2 separate regions of the Mus musculus genome follow, and region 1 is linked to region 2. A link is a contact called in public Micro-C data. All regions are on one chromosome and are shown on one strand. The core of a region is the stretch at or near the end of the contact, and the rest is flanking DNA. Distances in the headings are between cores, read along the strand shown. Region 1 holds the start of Cela3b (chymotrypsin-like elastase family, member 3B). Region 2 overlaps Gm31648 (a long non-coding RNA gene).

Evidence for each region. A called contact is a pair of places that touch in the nucleus more often than the background predicts.
Region 1: a contact with region 2 is called in a Micro-C map of granulosa cells, with 2.7 times the contacts expected there. The contact joins the promoter of Cela3b here to the enhancer-like site in region 2. A contact is called at or near these places in 1 of 39 promoter capture datasets (embryonic stem cells), 3 of 15 datasets of contacts at CTCF or cohesin (embryonic stem cells, pro-B cells and stem cell-derived epiblast-like cells), 39 of 484 Hi-C or Micro-C datasets (B cells, the HL-1 cell line, the N1E-115 cell line and 17 more), 4 of 115 datasets of contacts at active chromatin or transcription factors (astrocytes, embryonic fibroblasts, extraembryonic endoderm stem cells and 1 more) and 2 of 9 other capture datasets (adipose tissue and embryonic stem cells).

Annotation. Positions count from the first base shown.
Region 1 is chr4:137,428,126-137,433,145 of GRCm38.p6, forward strand. It overlaps Cela3b (chymotrypsin-like elastase family, member 3B), which reads right to left and starts at 2,395. Exons shown (of 8, transcript NM_026419.2): 1 at 2,335-2,395; 2 at 344-429. The coding sequence starts at 2,374.
Region 2 is chr4:137,082,411-137,087,328 of GRCm38.p6, forward strand. Gm31648 (a long non-coding RNA gene) reads left to right here. Exons shown (of 3, transcript XR_390841.3): 2 at 144-303. Among named protein-coding and RNA genes, the nearest start is that of Gm31648, 8.3 kb to the left of the region's middle. Within about 2 kb of position 2,796, at least 32 of the 459 cell types and tissues checked have an H3K27ac peak or open chromatin away from gene starts, as enhancers often do. A contact at or near this core is called in the N1E-115 cell line, embryonic fibroblasts and granulosa cells, where this site is marked.

The sequences.
Region 1 (5,020 bases), core at 1,145-3,644, 350 kb after region 2:
CTCCCAGAACTTTGACCCTTTTGTAGAACCCAGGGAGATTAGAAACAAAATCTTTCCTCTAAACACAGCCCCCGAAGTTCCACTGCTATTAAGCCAATCTCTTAAGCACCACCCTTTCCCCAAATTCCACTTTCAAATCCCAGCCGAGATTGCAGATGGAACAGTTACAACCTCCAAGAAATATCTCTCTCCAAGAGTTTCCGGCCTTTTGAAGTCAAAGAAGGGAGTGGAGAGGAACTGGTGGGGTCAAGGCAGGCTGCCATGTCACCAGACCTGGGGTTCAGTGCCCATAGTAGAAGCAGGCGTGGGGAGTGGTGGTGGGGGCAGCTGCTGTCACTCTTACCTGCCAGGGCCAGCTGTGGGGAACAGCTTCCTCGCCATTGACAACTCGGCTGGAGGGGTTGTGGGAAGGCTGTCCACAGCCTGAGGCTAGAGGTGACAATTGAGAAGCCAGTCAGCCAGAGTGTCCTCAGAAGAAAGGGGTCGGGGTGGGAGAGCTGGTGTTTGAGCATGGTGCATTTGGAGGCAGAGGCAAGCTGAATTCTGTATATTCAAGGCCAGCTTGACCTATATGGTGAATTCCAGATCAGCCAATGCTACACAAAGAGATCCTGTCTAAAAAGAAAAAGAAAGAAGCAAAAGAAGAGGAAGAGGAGGAAGAAGAGATTGAGGAGGGAGAGGAGGAAGAGGAAGAAGAGGAGTATAAAGAAGAGGAAGAGGGGGAAGAAGAGAAAGAGGAAGAGGAGGAGGAGGAAGAGGAGGAGGAAAAGGAAGGGGAGGAAGAGGAGGGGGAGCCCTTCCCCTCTCTAGACTTCACTAGCCAGGTATGAAGTAGTGTTTATGCATTTAACCTACAACAGGGCTTCCCAGAGTCAGAGGAGGGCAGGGTCTCTTTTATCTCAAAGACTAAAGACTTGGGACTGAGCCTGGTAGTCAGGGAGCCCCCAAACTCTGAAACCAAAATGCTGGGCATTAGGGTGTGATCCCAGCATTGAGGATTCGAGCTCAAAGGATCAGCCACTGGTTTGAGGTAAGCCTGGGCTAACAGAGTGAAATCTTTTACCCCACCCCAAAAGAAAAAAAGAGGGCTGGCTGCGTGGTAACCCGGGCTAATGACCTGAGTTTTATCCCTGGGATCCCAACAGAGAGAACTGACTCCTGCAAGTTGTTCTCTGGTCTCCACGTGAGCTCTGTAACACACATACAGTCCCTAACAAATAAATAAATGTAATAAAAAAAATTAAAAATGGCAGCTAAAAGTGACATGCTAGCTCAGGCCTGTAGTCCCTGTGCTTGAGAGAGGGAGGCAGTGGGATTGCTAGGAATTCAAGGAAAGGCAGGCTGAGCTATAACATGAGACTTTCTATTAAAAAAAAATTCTTTTTAAAAAGGTGATTTATACCGGGCGTGGTGGCGCACGCCTTTAATCCCAGCACTCGGGAGGCAGAGGCAGGCGGTTTTCTGAGTTCGAGGCCAGCCTGGTCTACAAAGTGAGCTCCAGGACAGCCAGGTCTATACAGAGAAACCCTGCCTCGAAAAACCAAAAAAAAAAAAAAAAAAAAAAAAAAAAGGGCTGGTGAGATGGCTCAGTGGGTAAGAGCACCCGACTGCTCTTCCGAAGGTCCGAAGTTCAAATCCCAGCAACCACGTGGTGGCTCACAACCACCCGTAATGAGATCCGATGCCCTCTTCTGGTGTATCTGAAGACAACTACAGTGTACTTACATATAATAAATAAATAAATCTTTAAAAAAAAAAAAAGGTGACTGACCTATGAAGTGGCTGTTTGAGTGACACAGCTGGGTACGAAGTGAAACTCGGCCACCGACTCAGGATGGCTGTGTTACTTTAAAAGTCAGTTTCCCCACTGACTCCAAACTAGGCTGACTTACCTGGGGTCATAGAAGAAAAACAACCTGTCCCACCGTCACCTGCCTGACATAGTAGACACTTAGAAAATGCCATCGGGTACAATATGGTCGGCCAAGGGAAGCTTTGTGGGCTGTGTCACAGAAGACTGAAAGTTTGAGTTGGAGCCATCAAACCTCAGAGTTCAGACCTTAAGTCAGGAGGTCATCCATTGTCCCCTCAAGGAGTCTTGCCCCGTGGGCTCCCAGTCTTTCTGAGCTGGGTCATCTGAAGCTTGCCTGCCTCCTCCACTCCTGGCCATGAACCAAGCTCAAGGCCCTACAGTCCTGTCCTAGTTGAAGCTGAGACCTTCTGTAGAAGTAGGTATGGGGTGTCACCCAGGGAGGCAAAGAGTGAGGGTCTGTCATATTTCAGGGGCTCCCAGGCTGATGCAGCAAGGAGACATGGGACAAGCTGAGGGCTTACCAAGGGCCACAAGCAGGAGGGAACTCAGCAGTCGGAGCATGGTGAGCTTCAGGGTGATTAGAAAGAGATGTGGAACCGGGACTTTAATATAGTGCCGGAGGCAGGTGGAAGGGCTGGCCCCAGACCCCACTCCCACAACAGGTGGCAGAACACCAGCTTTTTCAAGGCCCAAGGCCACACACCAACCACTGTAGATTAGAGAGCAGGAGCTGAAGGAGGGACCTCAGACTTCCTCCAACCTGTGATTGCACAAGTGGTAGAGAACGGCCAACTGATAAGAGAGGGACAGGCAAAGGGTTCTATTAGACAGGCCGGGCTTTCCCAGGGAAGGCTAGAATAGCAGAGCTGATCAGGCCTGGGTTCAGATCCTGGCTTTGTCTATTGAGTGCTTAGTTTGACCATGGTGTCTCAGAGCTCTAGTCTCCTGCATGGGATTAATATTGATGTCCACCTCCATAAGAGACTGTTTCTGAGTACTTTCTCTGCTGTATTAGGGCTCTTTCTAGGGCTGTGAGCAGACAGCACATGATCCCAGTCTGCTCACAGTCTGCCTAGTGATGGCACAAGATGAACCCACAATTTTTTGTTTTTGTTTTTTGGGGTTTTTTTGAGACAGGGTTTCTCTGTATATCCCCACTGACCTGGACCTCACTCTGTAGACCAGGCTGGCCTCGAACTCAGAAATCCACCTGCCTCTGCCTCCCAAGTGCCAAAATTTTTAAGAAGCTGTCTCTAACCAGTGAGGGTGGGTGCCATACGGAAACAAAACATGGGTGATCAGGAGGGGACCCCTCCCTTCCCATTTGTCTTGGGAGGTTGAGGCAGAGTGACATATTGACTCTGGAGACGATATGCATGCAAGTGAGTCCTGAAGCCAGCCATGGGAACGGGTGGAGGGTAGACACTCAACTCAGGAGTGGCTTGCTCAAGAAAAAAGAGGGGCAGGGGTCTGGAGTCAACGAGGAGCTGGGTGAGGTGGCATCGTCTGTGTTCCCAGCTGCTCCAAGGCTGAGGCAGGAGGGTTATGAGTTGGTGGTCAACTAGGGTTGCACAGCAAGGCCCTGTCTCAAAGCAAAAAAATAAAATGGGTCTGGAAGCACAACACAGGGCCTCAAAGTAAGGCCTTTGGTTTTGTCCTTGTCAAGGAGGGGGAGGAGGAGGAGAGGGATATGGAGACAGAAGAGGAGACAAGGAAGAAGCAACCAGGTGAGGGGAGGAGGAGAAGGGAACAGGGAGGAGGAGAAGGAAGGAAAGAGAGGAATATAAAAGAGGAAGCAGGCTTGCTAAGATGACCTGGCACCTAAAGACGCCCATCGGGCCTCACGACCTGAGTTGGATCCCTGGGGCCCACCTGTTACAAGGAGAGGACCAACTCCTCTCCTCTGAGTTGCCCTCTGAGCTCCACGCATGCTGGGGCATGTGCACCCACTCCCATCACACACACACACACACACACACACACACACACACACACACACACACACACACAGAAGCAACAAAAATGCAATCGAAAGCTTTAACTAAAGGAGCTTGGTGAGGATCCTGCCAACGCACTGTCAACCAAGCTGAAGAGCTTGATGCTGGCACCTTCCCTGGGCTCCTTTATCTGCAGGGGCAAGGTCTCTTGCTGACCCCAGAGCTGGTGATTTGGCTGGTTTAGAGCCCTGTTCTCTGCCTTGCGAGTGCTGGCCGCACCGTGCCTTCTTCATGTATCCACCTCCTCAGCCGCTTTACTCCCCCACCCCACCCCTATTGGTGGGGATAGATTCCAGGGCCTCATGCATGCGGAGAGCCACCATCGAGCCACACACTAGCACAGGGCACAGGGCACAAGCCAGCATTCTTCTTTTTGTTTTAGATTTATTTATTTATTTATTTATTTATTTATTTATTTATTTATTTATTTATTTATTTAATGTATGTGAGTACAATGTCACTCTTTTCAGACACACCAGAAGAGGGCGTCAGATCCCTTTACAGATGGTTGTGAATCACCATGTGGTACCTGGGAAGTGAACTCAGGACCTCTAGAGGAACAGTTAGTTCTCTTAATCCCTCCAGCTCCCCATTCCCTTTTGAGACATCATTTTCCTGGGTCTGTGTAGCCTTGGTAGACCAGTCTGGCCTCATCTTCCTGCCTCTAACTCCTGACTGCTGAGACTAAAGGCATACACCACCACTGTCTGGTTTAGGGCCAGCATCCTGTGTGAACAAGGCAAGTACACAAACCCTCCTTGTCCCCGTCCCCCATGTTCCCCATGTTCCCCTCTTTCAGCTAAGTCCTGCTGAGTCTCCTGAGCATGTGTTCAGGATCAGTGTGGCATGCATACATCTTCCTCTGACTCCTACAAATAGAAGCCAAGGGGAGGGCAACACTTAGCTGTCTAAGTGGACCCTTGCTAATAGAGGTATCCCGTAGGCCAGGAGGGATTTGTTTAAGGTTTTGGGTGCCGCCCATCTAACACGTCCACAGGGAGACCTACCACTCCAGCAGCTTGGGCTGTTGAGCAGCTTGTGCACACGCAACAGAAACAGCTGTGAAAATCCTTCAACCTGGGATAAAAATAGCTGTGCCCTCCCTGTTTACTGTAGGCCTGGACAAATTTGCTCAGCTTGGATGCTCACAGCCTCTGAACTGGGGAAGAGGTTGTGAGAGCCCTGAAGAGAGCACAGGAGAGAGGGGCAG
Region 2 (4,918 bases), core at 1,546-4,045:
TCTAGTGCCATGGCTTTTCTTTGGCCCAGGGCTTAAGGAGTCTTCTTTCATGACGTGGATAAATACTTTGTATAGCTCCGCTGACCTGGGCTTCCTCAATTACCATCTATTATATACAGCAAACTTCTTCTCTCTTGTCACAGCCATTTGGCCCAGGCCTCTCTGCTCATGTCCACTGTATCACTTGGTGACCTGAGGCCTGACTGTCCTTGGATCTGTGATCCTGCATTATTCCCTGGACAACCTGGCCCTGGGACTTCCAGACCCTGGTGACCTTCTATAACCACTGGCATTTGATCACAGGTCAGTATGATGGAGTAAAGGGGAAATGGATGCAGGCTCTCTGGATTGGCTGTGGAAGGGGGATGGGTAGATGGCTTCTGAGAGAATGGAGACCCTCCTCCACCTAGCCCTGAGTCATGAGACAGAGGAGGATGGCCTAGGCCTGTGGCTTGGTCCCCAAACTCTTCCTCCAGGGTCCAGAGTCAGCCTGGGGGAGGGGAGCCTGTTAAGGCTTAGCAGGTACCAAGCCCAAGCAACCGGAATATGATCCCTGGAACCCATATGGTGGAAGAAGAGAGCAGTCAGCCTTGGCTCCTCCCTTCCCTGGCATTCTCCTGTCCCAGACACCACTCTTAGGCCTACATCTGAGTGTGGATTACACAGACCAAAAAATGCAAGGAATCTTGCCCACTGTGCTGGAGAGATGGGTGATGATTTCATCCTGTGGAGACAGCAGGAGATCTGCAGCACGTTGTCCCCTACAATAAGACAGGAAGCTGCTTAGCTATCAGGCTGGAAGGCAGGACAAGTGCTAGTGTCTTCTTCATTCCTCAGATGCTCAGCATGGGGCTGCCGCATCTCACAGAGGAAGGAGCTGCCCCCCCCAACCCCGAGACTTCTGCTTCCCTCTGTCCCTACATCACACTTCATGTTTTAAATTTGTATTTACATACTTTTCTCAGGTTCTTTTTTTTTTAAGATTTATTTATTTATTATATGTAAGTATACTGTAGCTGTCCTCAGATACTTCAGAAGAGGGCATCAGATTTCGTTATGGATGGTTGTGAGCCACCATGTGGTTGCTGGGATTTGAACTCAGGACCTTCGGAAGAGCAGTCGGTGCTCTTAACCACTGAGCCATCTCGCCAGCCCCCTTTTCTCAGGTTCTTATCCATTTCTTGATCGGCACATGTACCTGTGAGTATTTAGGTTGGGCAGTCACCACTAGCTAGGATTATGGCTGAGCACCTAGGGAATTGGCGTACCCACCATCCCGATCGATCCGCTATCACTTGTGTTGGGATCTTTCAGCGTTTCTTCTAGCTAGTGAGAATTCCTGTGGGTGGTGGGCCGTGGTCTCCTAGCTCTGCTAGGAAGCAACTCTCCAAGCCGTTTCCGAACCTGTTAACCAGCCCTTCTCCCGATCCCCGTGCCCCACCCTCTTCCTGCCCGGATGACCACACTCCATTCTCTGCTTCCCTGAGAACGACTTCAGCTTTCACACGGGAACGAGCATGGGCTGGTCTTTGTTCTTCTGCGCCTGGCTTATTTCACTTCATAACTGTCTGCCAGGCTCATCCATGCCTTCTCCAACGGCAGGATCTCCAGTTTTTTTTTTTTTTTTTTTATGGCCGAATAGCATTCCGTTGTGTCTGTATTTGTTTCTTTGCTTAGCACTCTGACAGAACACCTGAGAAGAGCAACTTGGGAATGAGGGCTTCGATTTGGCTCATGGTTTGAGGGTGCTGTCCACCGGGCAGCAGGCCACCTTATATCTGACGTTAGAGAGATGGATGTGAGAGCTCGGCTAACTTTGACTTTTATACTCAATCTCGGAGCCCAGCCCATGGAATGACGCTGTCCACATTTAGGATGGGTCTTCCCACCCCAGTTAGCCTAATCTAGTGACTCCCTCGCAGCCAGGCTCAGAACTGCATCTCCTAGGTGATCCTAGACTCTGTCACGTTGATAGCAATATTAACCAGCACACTGGCTCTAACTACACTACATTTTGTTTATCCAGGCATCAGCTAGGTTGGATCTGTATCTTGGCTACGGTGGTTAGAGGTATGGGGAACAGGAGAGGGTCACACTGACTTCCTCTCTTTTAAATGTACCTGGAGGGATGGGGTTGTTATCCATGGTGGCAAGGATGTGGAGAAAAAAATGCAGATGAGTACCCAGATGGTGAACGACATTGTGATGCTTCATAATACTAAAATGGAGCCAGTTTCTGATGCAGCAATCTCTGTCTCTGTCTCTGTCTCTGTCTCTCTCTGTCTCTCTTTCTCTGAAGCCTTGTTCCCCCATGTTCATGGCTATGTGATTCTCCACAACCAGGAAATAGAGTTGACCTTGATGTCCATGGATGAATACACAGGTATGGGGGTGAAGAGACAGACAGACAGACAGACAGACACACAGACACACAGACACACAGACAGAGAGAGAGCTGTTGTGTATTGTGTATGAGACTTCTAGGCAAGCCATCCCAACAGATGATCTGGGGAGTGTTGGGGGTTAATTCTCTATCTAGTGATCATGAAGCTGGGACCCAGCCCTGCCCCCCCCCCCTGGCCCCAGTCATAATATGCCCAGGCTCCTGCTTCTGAGATTTTTTTATAAGGAAGTCAGAGTTCTTGGAAGAGTGAACTTCTGGCCCAATAGTCAAAATACAAGTGAAGTTGACTAAACAAATGAATATGCATTTCGAGGAAGTGAGCTGGAGTTCACGTCTTTACAGTGCTCTAAAGCAGGCATCGGGCTGGTGTCAGCATCCAGGCTTGCTTGGTGGCTGCGCAGACAGCAGCGGAGGTTGCTCTTCTCTGGGCAGAGCACCCAGCCTGGGCTTTGGAGGGGGGAGGGGTGCTCCATGCTCTCTGGGACCTCGACCACGTGGTTTTTATCTGTCTGGTTTGAATTAGAAGCTGGGGCTCATTAGCGGTTTCCTCGCCCAGCCTGGCGCCTGTGAGATACTAACAGTTTATTGTTTCCTTGCTTTTTCTTTCTTATTTCTGTCTTTCTTCCCACCCCCCTCCCACCACTTTCTTTATTATCTCAAATTTCCGCCTCATGCCACAAAAATGCAAAGGCTGCCACATTCCCCAGGGGACACGCAGACACAGTACCTTATACGCCTATGTCCCTCTCCACTCTCTAGCAGCGAAACCAGGTGCCACAGGCTGGGGACCCTCAAGTGACTCCCACAGGTACAGTTTGAAGGAGTGTGTCTCAGCCTGCCTCACATCTAACATACCAAGTAGCCCCAGCTATGCATCTCTGGTGACACAGGTGGCGCTGTCGTCAGCCAGCATTCCTGGAGCCTGAGTTTCTTCCACAGGGTCTGCAGATTCTGGTCCACGAGTCATTCTTAGTAATTCAGCCTTCGCAAGCTGCACATGCACAAGAAGCATTTACCTCCGGGAGTCAGAATAGAAGTCGCCTAGCTCAGACTGTGCATACAGCAAGTGCTTAATAAGCAACACTGTAGATGTCACTCTGCTGAGGTCAGGGTAGCTGATGGGTAAGGGAGATGAAAAGTTGCATTGATTCAGTTTTGGGGTGAAAGAGGCAGGGGACAGCAGAGTCATAGTCATTACCATCATCAGCATCATCGCAGTGACAGCCAACTGCAGTTGTCATCATCACTGTCACCGTCTCTCGCTATAGAGTGAATCCTCCCACTGCTCCTCAACAGAAGAGAGGAAGGAGGGCCAACCAGACCAGGAGGAACCGGGAATGATAAGACCAGAGATCCCTGAGCAAGAGAGATGCTCAGCCAGGGGAATCTGCTAGACAGGAGATGGAGCCCGGAGGACAAGGAAGAGAAGGTAGCTAGAGACTGTCTCGGGTCTGTTTCTGATCATAGTTGGTAACAAGTGACCCCGTGTGCTGGGGACAAAGGTTACCTCTGATTATGGAACCCTCTTAGTGACTGATGATCTCAGACAGGGCAGTGTGAAACCCTGGCTCGAGCCGTCCCATGAAGCATGAGGGGGAGACTGAGATATTGCGACAGAGCCCCAGGAAGTTCCCCATGCATGGCCACCTTGCCTGGCTGGGACAGCTCGTGCCAGCAACTGGCCAGTGGCTTCAGTGTGCACAATAGGGAATGGGGTCCCTCATGAAACTGAACCCGGGAGCTTGGTGTCTGGAGACCACGCCTCTAGGGAGTGACTCCACGGTCCAAGGGCATGAGGCTTTCCCACCCCTCTCTCCTTTTTGGCAACTTTGAATCCAGACCCGTTCCCTCCTGCCTGAAGCCCTGGTCTCAGGACATCACAGGTGCCTCTTTGCCTCCCTCCCTGGCTGTGGCCACGTCTGCCTCTACCTCCCTTTCAAAAGCTTAATAAAGCTGGAGCACATGGAACCTGTCTGTTTCAATTACCTGTGTGACTGCTGTGACCAAACACCTGACAGAAGCATCAGAAAGGAGGAAGGGTTTGAGAGCACGGTCCATCATGGCGGCGAAGGCATGGCGGCAGGAGTGGGAGGCGGCTGCTCACATCGCATATCCAGTCAGTAAGCAGTGGATATTGATTCTCAGCTTCCTTTTTCCTTTTTATTTCATCAGAACCTCAGCCCACGGGATGGTGCCACCACATTAGCGTGTGTTTCCCCATCTCAGTTAACCTGATCTAGAAATTCCCTCACAGACATCTCCAAGGTTGTTCCCTATCTGATTTTAGACCCTGTCTAGTTGACAGTATTAACCATTGTCTAGGCTCTGTCTATACTCCTCCTGAGCCCTGCTGAGACTCTGTGTACTCTCCTTGTGAGTTCCTGCACTGTGAGTTTGTAGGTTCGAGTCTCCTGCACACTGCTGACCCCTCTGCCTCCATCCAGCTCTGCTTTCTGCCTGAGATTTTCTAGTTCCTCTTAGAGGTGTCTTGCCACCTCTTCCAAGGTACTTTTG